Regions from separate parts of the Mus musculus genome. Here region 1 is linked to region 2. A link is a contact called in public ChIA-PET data. All regions are on one chromosome and are shown on one strand. The core of a region is the stretch at or near the end of the contact, and the rest is flanking DNA. Distances in the headings are between cores, read along the strand shown. Region 1 overlaps Pgam1 (phosphoglycerate mutase 1). Region 2 overlaps Arhgap19 (Rho GTPase activating protein 19).

Region 1 (5,217 bases), core at 863-3,362, 150 kb after region 2:
ATGGTTGTGAGCCACCATGTGGTTGCTGGGATTTGAACTCAGGACTCTTGGAAGAGCAGTCAGTGCTCTTAACCACTGAGCCACCCCTTCAGCCCTTTATTTATGATCCTTTTTCACTAAAACAAAATTAAACCCATTTTTCTATTGAGTAAGCACAGGTCTGTACACATGTGCATGCCTTGGGGTGCATGTATGGGGGAAGGACAACTTGTGGTCATCACTCCTTCCACTGTGTGGGTTCTGGGGATTGAACATGGTTTCAATCAAAATGTGTTCAGGAGTTAGAGTAAGATGTATAGCCTCAGGTTAGTTGGTTAACACTGCATTATTGGAATTATTGGAGTCAAGAGGAAGTGTGCTATTTGCTGTAATGTAAGTCGACAAAATTTCACTCAAGGGATGCAAGGATAATAAATGCTTTGCCAAAGAGACTTCTGTATAAAATCCTTGGAGCTCATGTTAGCCTTGCTAGCTTCTCACTTGGACTTTTTTCCTTCTTTGAGACAAGGACTCTTTGTAGCCTGGGTTGTCCTGGAACTTGCGGTGGAGGTCAGGTTGACCTTGAACTCACAAAGCCCTGTTGTCTCCCTAGTACCAGGATCACAGGCATGTGCCACAATACCTGGCTCATTTGCACTTCTTAATTTCTAGATGCTGGCTATGAATTTGACATCTGCTTCACCTCTGTGCAGAAGAGAGCAATCCGGACCCTCTGGACAGTCCTGGATGCCATTGACCAGATGTGGTTGCCAGTGGTCAGGACTTGGCGCCTCAATGAGCGACACTATGGCGGTCTGACAGGTCTCAACAAAGCAGAAACTGCTGCTAAGCATGGTGAGGCCCAGGTAAAGATCTGGAGACGATCTTATGATGTCCCACCGCCTCCCATGGAGCCTGATCACCCCTTCTACAGCAACATCAGCAAGGTATGGTTACCGATGCAGGTGCGGTCAATTCATCAGCATTGAGTTAGCATGTGGGCCTCACTCCAAGTTCTTATTTTCCAAGTCTATGTGTATGGGTGTTTTGCCTGTATATATTGCCTGTATATATTGCCTGTATATATGTGCACACATGCTTGCCTAGTGCCTTTGGAGGTCAGAAGAGATCAGATCCTGTGGAGCTAGAGGTGGTTGTGAACCTCTGAGTGCTGAGAGCCAAACCTGGGTCCTGTGGAAGAACAGCAAGTGTTCTCTTTTAACAGCTGAGCATCTCTCCAGCCCTAGGCCTCTTTTGTGTCTACATCTTGTCATTAACCTTATAAAATTACAATAGTAATAAGTAATATAACTCCCATTGCTAAGTAATGACCTTCACTTGTTATAGGATTTAGTTAGAAGTTAGTATTGTATCTGAGAGGGTACCTTCTTTCCACATCTCCACTGCCATTTATAAAGCCATTTCCAGCCTTCCCAAGCTAGCAGCAAACTAAAGTGAATTGGGAAACCTTGTTTGTTTTGTTAAACCTCTTCCCTGGATTCTAAATTATGTGTTTTGGATTGGGAAATGAGGATGCAGAGCAGTGACTACTGATCATCTTGTTCAAGTTCTGAGCTGCATTCTGGACCCTTGAGGGAGATGTTCATTAGTCACGTAATCCCTTAAGATCAGAGCTAGGTAGAATTGATAGACATGAAGTGCAACTTGGAATAACTGGCGACCTTGAAATAAGCCTTTGTTGTTGTTTAGGATCGCAGGTACGCAGACCTTACTGAAGACCAGCTCCCCTCCTGTGAGAGCCTGAAGGACACTATTGCCAGAGCACTGCCCTTCTGGAATGAAGAAATTGTCCCCCAGATCAAAGAGGGGAAAAGGGTCTTGATTGCCGCCCACGGCAACAGCCTTCGGGGCATCGTTAAGCATCTGGAGGGTAAGTGTATCTTCTTCCAGGAGTCCGTAAGGATGATTAAACACAGCTGTTAGCATCAGACTGAGTTTTGTAGCAAGGAAACCTCTGGGGAAAGTATGATAGTGCAGATGGACTTAAAGACAAACTTGTTTCTTCCTTTCTCAATCTACGGTCTGCCAGCAGGATGTGGTGGCTTACACCAGGGAGGCTGAAGCAAGAGAATCACTTAGAGTTCCAGGCCAGCCAGGGTTATATAGTGAGACCTTGATTCTAAGGCAACAGGAAGTGCGTTACAAAATAGTGACAGTGGGCCTTTGACACTCTGCTATATATAGGATGTTCAGTTCAGAACTGTCACATGCTAAGTGACTCTATGCATTAACGTACATGCTTACTTGCTTTAGGAGTGCCGGCTGAAACTGTGATCATAATGATGCAGGTCCTAGAGGCCTTGAGGACCTAGAGGTGCAGGTGGCTAGGCTATAGGATGTTCCAGGAGAACATAGTCCTTTCTGCTTTTCCACATGTACTTTTGTAGGGATTTCTGTAGTGTAACTTTCTGCAGTTTGTTGGTGGCTCATCTTAGAATCTTGTATACTTTAGTCACTCTTTCTAATGTTAAGAGGCTTGAAAGTTGTAATTGGGGGCTGGTCCATGGGGCACTAGATCCACTAAGATCCACTAGATCCACAGAAAGGATGTTTTGTTTGTTCCTACTTAAGTGCTTTGCTATTAGTAGATAAAGAGTAAATCTATAGGGGATGTGGACTCTTTCTTGTGGCTGAAAATGGTGGCTCTTTTAGGTCTCTCAGAAGAGGCCATCATGGAGCTGAACCTGCCCACGGGCATCCCTATCGTCTATGAACTGGACAAGAACTTGAAGCCCATCAAGCCCATGCAGTTCCTGGGAGACGAGGAGACCGTGCGCAAAGCCATGGAAGCTGTGGCTGCTCAGGGCAAGGTGAAGAAGTGAAGGCGAAGAGGCAGACTCCTACCCCGACACCCTCCCTGCCTGTTCCTGCCTCCTGCACCCTCCCCAGCACCTGCCACACTGACTATGTCTTTAGGATTTTAAGTTTAAGTTGTAGCTGCAGATGGGGGCCTGTGGCTCCCGTTTTCATTGTAGTATTTTATCCCCTGCACCCACTCCCTTCATAGAATCTAGTCAGAATAACGCCTCTGGGGGTGCAGGTTCTCGGACCACATCGAGGGACAGCTCCCTGTACCAGGAGAGTTGAGAGATAGTAACTATAGTTTTTCTTAGGTCTTTGTTTACTAAGGGTCTGCTTAGGAAGAATTCAGGGAGGAACTGTGCTGTGGTGTGACCAATGAAAAGCTGCAGTCCAGTTTTGTCCCTGGAACCTGTCCTGCACTCTTCCTGCAGTTAGGTAACTGGGGGCATAGTCATTCCAGTGGAGAGTGGAAGTAACCTCATGGTGATTTTTAACCCTAATTTCTCTCTGACCCTAAAGGAGCTGCTGGCCCTAGAAGGTTGGGATCAATCTTGTCAAGTCTATGTTACACTTACTTTTACAAAAAAAAGTATATATACATATTATCAGCACACAAAAGCAACTCTGAGGTTGCTAGTGACATTTGAAACAGTCCTGTGTGGTCACCAGAAAATAAGCCATTCCTCATATCAGTGGGATAAACTCCTTGTACCTCTTGCTGTGTTTGGATCCCTTGGCCTTGTTTTGTAGAGGTGAAGTACCCCTGGATCATGTCCGAGTTTTTGTCTTTCACTGTCTGAATCATGTTCCAGCTGCTTGACCCTACCGTGTGGGTTCAGAGCTCGTTTGGGCGTAACAACTAAGTCTCTTTCCAGATCAGTATAATAAAGGAGTGATGTGCAATACTTTACTGTTTGTCTTGTGTCTGTGGTCTGAGAAAACCACAGCATTCAGTTTGAGATGCACATTAAGTTCTTGTTTTAAAGGTGCCAGAGGTGGCTGGCTACTTTGAGGGATCCAACATCCTCTTCTGGCCTTGGACACGGTGCACAAACATACTCACGGGGAAACACCCATACACATGAAAGTACACCTCACCAGCCATTAAATACACTGACGTAACCAAGTTGGGAAAGGAAACCAATAACTGTTGGATGTCCAACATGGCTTCCCAGAATCTCCTGTAGAGTTTAAGAATGAAGGATTGGAGGGGTGGCTCAGTGGTTAAGAGTACTTGTTGCTTTTGTATATAACAAAATCAAACCATGTGGGTTTGATTTCTAGCACACACCCACATGGTGCACATACAATACATACATACATACAAACGGGTAAACCAAAGAGTAAGTTAAGCATCAGGAGGCCTGGCAAGATGATGGCTCTGTAAACAGGTAAAGCACTTGCCATTTAAACCTAGTGACCTGGAGTTCAATACTTGTACTCACGTAAAGGTGGAAGAATGGCAGGGGCTGATTCCACAAAGTTGTGCCATGACCTCTACACCCATGGTACGAGCACATAGACACAGCATAGTTAAAAGGCAAGTGATTTTGGAATAATGGCTCCATGAGCTCATGTTTGAATATTTGGTCTAAAGTTGGTGGAAATGTTTGGGAAGGGTTACCTGTGCCTTTGGAGTGTCCCTGGGGGTGTAGACCTAGGATTAGGGAGGGACACCTAGCAATTGAGTTTGAAGTCAACCTGAAATAACACTATATTCTGTCTCAAAAAGCAGTAGATAGTAATGGCAGGTGAGTCACACTAGGTGATTATAGACCATCCTTACAGTGCTGGGTAGGAACTACACAACCAGCATTCATCTGAGCTGCACCCCAGCCAGTCCCCTATCCTGTTTTTGTCCACACTCTTGGTGTTAAGGATTGAACCTACAAAGGCCGAATCATTAGCCTGCTTTTTCTTTGTGATGGCTTTTCTTAAATCACTATCTATAGAGTTAAAATGTTTCCTGGTTCACAACATCTGTCTTTCCCCACTAGAATGTAAGCTCTTCGAGGACAGGATTGACTCTTGCAGATGTTTACACACCCTGACTTCCTGAAACTGGAAGGATTATTCCACGTACGCTTAGTGAATGAGTACTGTCCAGCTAGTGTTCATGGATTGTCTCTTTAGCCATTGGTGGAAAGGAAGCCCCTTAGTCCAAGGGGAGGCGGAGCCTTTGAAGCTCTACAGCAAGATCTGACTTTGAATGCCATGCTGTTGTTGTATGGTCGTGAAAATAAGCTTTTTGTTTTTCTCTGTGTAGCCCTGGCTGACCTGTAACTCACTCTGTAGACCAGGCTGGCCTTGAACTCAGAAATCCACCTGCCTCTGCCTCCCAAGTGCTGGTATTAAAGGCATGCACCATCACTGCCCGGCTTTTTAAAATTTTTTTAATGTTTGAGACAGGGTTTC
Region 2 (5,063 bases), core at 825-3,324:
ATGTCAGGGGCATGCTCAAAAGCTCTTCAGCATGGGCTGTGGCCTCAGGAACTCCAGTTTCCATGGTGACAAAGCACTCAGGTTATTATTTATCCTCCATCTCCTCACTGCCCTACCTCCACACAGCTTTCAGCACTGGCTGCCTAGTAAAGCCAGCTTTTTGACAGGGAGTCTGACATCAGGCTACCAGGACTAAGGTCACTCAAAACCTTCATCTTAGGAAGCCAGATTCTCTGCAAACTCTGGGACAGTCCTGCTGGTTTAGATCTGGACCCTCACTTCAGTCTGAAGACTTTAGAGTGTAGGAGAGCAGGGATGATGCTGTCTCCAGAGGAAAGGATGTCACAGAAAAGAGACCTCAGCACACAACCTGCCAGTCAGCATCCTGTGCTGCCTCATCCCCCAGGGTGTTTCCTCATCACTCCTGACTGACTCTGGGAGGACCTTCAGAGTATAGCACATGCTGTGTGGAGGGACCACTGTGGGTTCCCTCAGGCCCCATCAGCTGTGCTTCTAGAATGTTCCAGCACTTGGTTCTAACCAATACTGTCTCCCACCTGTGCCCTACACAGTGCATGTGACATGGGGAATGGGGGGACAGGGCGGGGGCGGGTTCAAACCTGATCACTGGTCTCAGTGAGAAAATCCACTTCTGTGGAACGTCAGAGAAAGGGCCCACAGCCTCTATTCATTTACCTAGTGCAGATACAGATCAGATAGGATCTGTCTCTTCATAGTTGGCAACAATAACCACCAGATGACACTTTGACACAACATCAAAGCCTATGACGATTAACCCAGAAAGAAAAGAAAGGTTCTGTCACAAAGACTACGCCAACATGGAAAATAAATATAATAAAAACCCTTAAGACACAGGTCAGCTAGGCAGTGACTACACTCACGCCTTTAATCCCAGCCCTGGGGAGGCAGAGGCAGGAAAACTCTGAGTTCGAGGCCAGCCTGGTCTACAGAGTGAGTTCCAGGACAGCCAGGACCACAGAGAAACCCTGTCTCAAACAAACATTAGTTAAAAACATTAGTTAAATACTGGCTCAAAACAGCAACTGTACGCCTTGTCAGAAGGACGGCAGCAACCTTCTGTGACGACGATGGAGCTTCTGTCTGCGTTTCCAAGAAGATACCACAGGTTACAAAGCCACATGTTACAAGACTCAAAAGGTTATGCTTTTCCTCAAGTCTATTCTGCACTGGATCACAGCTTCTACAAGAAAAAATGACCTAAAATACCCTTACAGCAAGTAATGACTATCCAATAAATAAATGAAATCCACATTCCCAAATGCACGTGGTAACTCACTGCCCAAGAGGCCAGCCACAGAGAGCAAGCGCATGGGGCACCTCTCTCTCACCCAGACCATCCCTGGGCATCGCTTCCCTCTACCCACACTAGGCTCCTCAGTCCCGCGCTCTCTCTTTCTTGCTCACAGAGTGTGTAACTCCTGGCTGCATCAAGGCACTGCTTGGCTTGCATCCCTGCATAGTGCTACATTCCAGCATGGTGGGGTACACTGAAAGCAGGCTCCATGCTGAGGAGAACATCTCTGATTTGCTAACACAAAGGAGGTTTCTGTTTGACCTCACTATATACCTGGCATAAGAAATATATTTCAAAAAGAAAAGAACCTTTTTCTTAGTAACAACATCACCAGAAAGAGTCAGAAACCTAGACAAATGAATTTGCTAATAAAGATCCTTAAGGATGACCTAAAACTGCTTTAGAGAATGGAACTTAAAATCCACTATAGATCACACACCTCCATGCTCCCAAACTATCCAGCTAGAAGGGAAAACATCACATTTCCTTCAGCACTGCTGTTACAGCAATGAAACAGTGTAGGATGGAAGAGAGGGCCGACAGATAGACAACATCAGCCTTCATCTCAACAATAACACAAGTTCAACTGTCTATCATCAGTGTGGAACCGTATTTTGCTGGGTATCTGGTTCCCCACAGTAGGGTGAGCATGGTTTCACAGTTAGTTCCACAGAGCCAGGCCCATACCTCAGCATCCGCAACTGCCACCTGCGGCTCAGGAGACAGTGGCTCTCCACGCTCCACCACTTCCTGTACCCATCCAGACAAGGAGATGGGCAGGAAGCAACTGTTCTAGACTACGGGGACACATAACAACTGCTCCCTCTGGGGACCCTGCAGAGACTGCCACTCGTGCCTTTCCTGATGCCAACCTGCTCTCAGGAGACAGGTGAGCAGCACATTTGATCCCTAGGAATGAGTGACAGCATCCTACCCAAGCCAACCAGCCCCTCGGCCTGCTTCTGTTTTCACCACATGCACACTGCAGCAAGCTCCTCTAAGTAGCAGATCATGACATTTCCAAAGTGACAGTAACCAGGCACAGAGTGTATCAGTGGCACCAGCCATGTTCTAGGTGAGAGGATGATAATGAAAGAAGCAAGGTAACAACCACACAGCCATCTCACATCACAAAGGTAACAACCACACAGCCATCTCACATCACCAAGGTAACAACCACACAGCCATCTCACATCACCAAGGTAACAAACACACAGCCATCTCACATCACCAAGGTAACAACCACACAGCCATCTCACATCACCAAGGTAACAACCACACAGCCATCTCACATCACCAAGGTAACAACCACACAGCCATCTCACATCATAAGGGGAAGACAGGGGTATGGGGTGCAGCTTAATAACTGAGATGTGTTAAATACACTGTACTGACCTCTTTCTCATTGCCAGGTCAAGTCCTCTATATTAGACACAAGAAATAATAGATTGTCTAGGAAAGCTGTAAGTTCTTTGAACACAAAGATAAAGAGATTACTCAAGCTTAAAATAAAAAGGGGTCAAAAGCATTTAACTTGTAATTCGCTTAATTATCAAAATAATGGCTTCTAAAACAAGCAGTTACTGACACAGAGGAAAGCCTCAAATACCAGTTGGAAATAATAATACTCCACTAAGACCTACAGTACTTTTAAAAATATTACTAACAATTAACACAAAATATCCTGTTTGAAGAAACCAACCGACCTAAGCACACTGAGTAGGTGTGGCTGGCCCTGCCTACCTGCTGCACTGTGTAAGCTGGGGCAGGCACTAGTGGCTTCTGACATTAAAAACAAACACGGAGCACAGCACTTCCACAGACGCACAGCTTCAGAGACATCCAGTGAGGGGGTTAGAGGTATCAGTCGGGTCAGGGTATGAGTTGGCTTTCACAAGTCAAAATGCAGCAAGCAGCTGCAGGTCCAAGCTTCACTGAGAAGAGAAATAACACTTGTCCCACTGAAGAGAAACTTCACTGTAGAGGACAGAAGTAATAAAGAGAGCCTTCAAAAGAATCCTAGGTTAAAAGAGAAACAAGACAATTAGACATGCTTTAAAACTTTCTTTTTTTTAATACCCACCAAAAGCCACAAAATCTACACTTAGTGTTCTCTCCAAATTTACGATGAAATAATTTGAGAGTGTGACTCTACCAAGTAAACATTGTCTGCGCCGCTTGTCTAACCCAGTTTGTTATGTCTTCTTACTGACTGTAACAGTCACCACTTAGTAGGGCGTGTGTGGTGATGGCTATTGCCCCAGGCCCTTGTGTCCATTTTCTCATTTGTCCTCACAGCTTCCCACCGCAGGGGTAGTACGCTGTCGTTTCACAGATGTGGAATCTGCAGCCCACAGAAACTCACCTGCCCCATCAGCTACTGCACACACACACACACACACACACACACACACACACACACTACAATAGAGAACTGACCCACGTCTAATGAGTACGGAGGTCCTGCTATTAGCAGCACTACCCTTTACTAAAACCAAAAACAGCAAGCTGCTGACACTACTGAGACAAGAGAAAGCAAAAGGGTTGTAGGTGGGTGATGTGCAAGGGTGTGTGTTGGCGGATGGGTGGGTGTGCAAAGCTGTGTGTTGGCGGCACTAGGAACTGAACCCAGGGCACTGCATGTGGTAGGCAAGCACTGCACCACTGATGTGATTGTCCCCTAGATTGTTTCTGTTGACACGAGTTCAACAGAAACTTATTCTGGCTGGCTGGGTTAGCCAGACAAGGCTTCAGAGAGGAGAGGTTCACCTAGACTTTAAAGAATTAGGAAAGCTGGGCGTGGTGGTGCACGCCTTTAATCCCAGCACTCAGGAGGCAGAGGCAGGTGGATTTCTGAGTTCGAGGCCAACCTGGTCTACAGAGTGAGTTCCAGGACAGCCAGAGCTACACAGAGAAACCCTGTCTCAAAAAACAAAAAACAAAAAAACAAACAAACAAACAAAAAAAAAAACAAAAAAGAAAGAAAAAAGAATTAGGAAGATTTGATTGCTGAAAATAATGCCCCTTGATGAAGGGGTGCTCCATCAATGTGTTCCCATCTGGGGTGAGTTTGCCCCTGAATCCTCAAGGGATGCTGGTACATCTGGAGGAACTCTCAGTTGTTACAACTGAGGGAAGGATGCTAGTGGCATCTGCTGGGTCACAGCTGCTAGACACCATACAATGAATGCACAGGACAGCTCCACACAGAGAACTCCAAGAAGCCCTGTGCTAAGCAGAAGACTGCATCATGGCTGTTGATGGTGACAGGGACACTGCACTAATTTCTAGTGTTGAGAACAGCAGGGATTCCATCAACTGTCCTGTAAGAAAGGACACATCTGGAGGCTGGAGAGTTCAGAGCTGAGGATGTCATTTGGGAGTGAGCTGTGGAAGCAGAGCAGGTGCTGAGAGGGTGAATACAAGAAAGAAGAGTAGAAGCTTAGACTCAAAGAGCCCTGAACAAGCCAGATGTGGCACTCCTTCATAATATCTAAAATCCCAGCTACTCGGGAGGCAGAAGTAAGAAGATCATAAGCTTAATGCCAACCTGAAAACCTGAGAAAATTAATGTTTCAAAAAAGGAACGAAGGAAGGAAGGAAGGAAGGAAGGATGGAAGGAAGGAAGGAAGGAAGAAAACAAAGCATTTTTAAGAAAGGAGGGGGCTGCCTCAGAGTGCAGCTCAATCTTGGAGCCTTTGTGAAGCGCTGAGTCAATCCTTATCAC

What was found. ChIA-PET counts read pairs in DNA pulled down with a chosen protein or histone mark.
Region 1: an RNA polymerase II ChIA-PET map of effector CD8 T cells shows a contact between it and region 2, with 6 read pairs. The contact joins two enhancer-like sites. A contact is called at or near these places in 4 of 39 promoter capture datasets (the 3T3-L1 cell line, hippocampal neurons, pre-B cells and 1 more), 1 of 115 datasets of contacts at active chromatin or transcription factors (effector CD8 T cells) and 1 of 9 other capture datasets (pancreatic islet).

What each region holds. Positions count from the first base shown.
Region 1 is chr19:41,914,954-41,920,170 of GRCm38.p6, forward strand. Pgam1 (phosphoglycerate mutase 1) reads left to right here. Exons shown (of 4, transcript NM_023418.2): 2 at 652-926; 3 at 1,690-1,870; 4 at 2,653-3,712. The coding sequence ends at 2,822. Among named protein-coding and RNA genes, the nearest start is that of Pgam1, 5.7 kb to the left of the region's middle. Within about 2 kb of position 2,113, at least 36 of the 459 cell types and tissues checked have an H3K27ac peak or open chromatin away from gene starts, as enhancers often do. A contact at or near this core is called in effector CD8 T cells, where this site is marked.
Region 2 is chr19:41,766,842-41,771,904 of GRCm38.p6, forward strand. It overlaps Arhgap19 (Rho GTPase activating protein 19), which reads right to left. Exons shown (of 12, transcript NM_027667.3): 12 at 1-3,355. The coding sequence ends at 3,345. Among named protein-coding and RNA genes, the nearest start is that of Gm19424, 22 kb to the left of the region's middle. Within about 2 kb of position 2,075, at least 22 of the 459 cell types and tissues checked have an H3K27ac peak or open chromatin away from gene starts, as enhancers often do. A contact at or near this core is called in effector CD8 T cells, where this site is marked.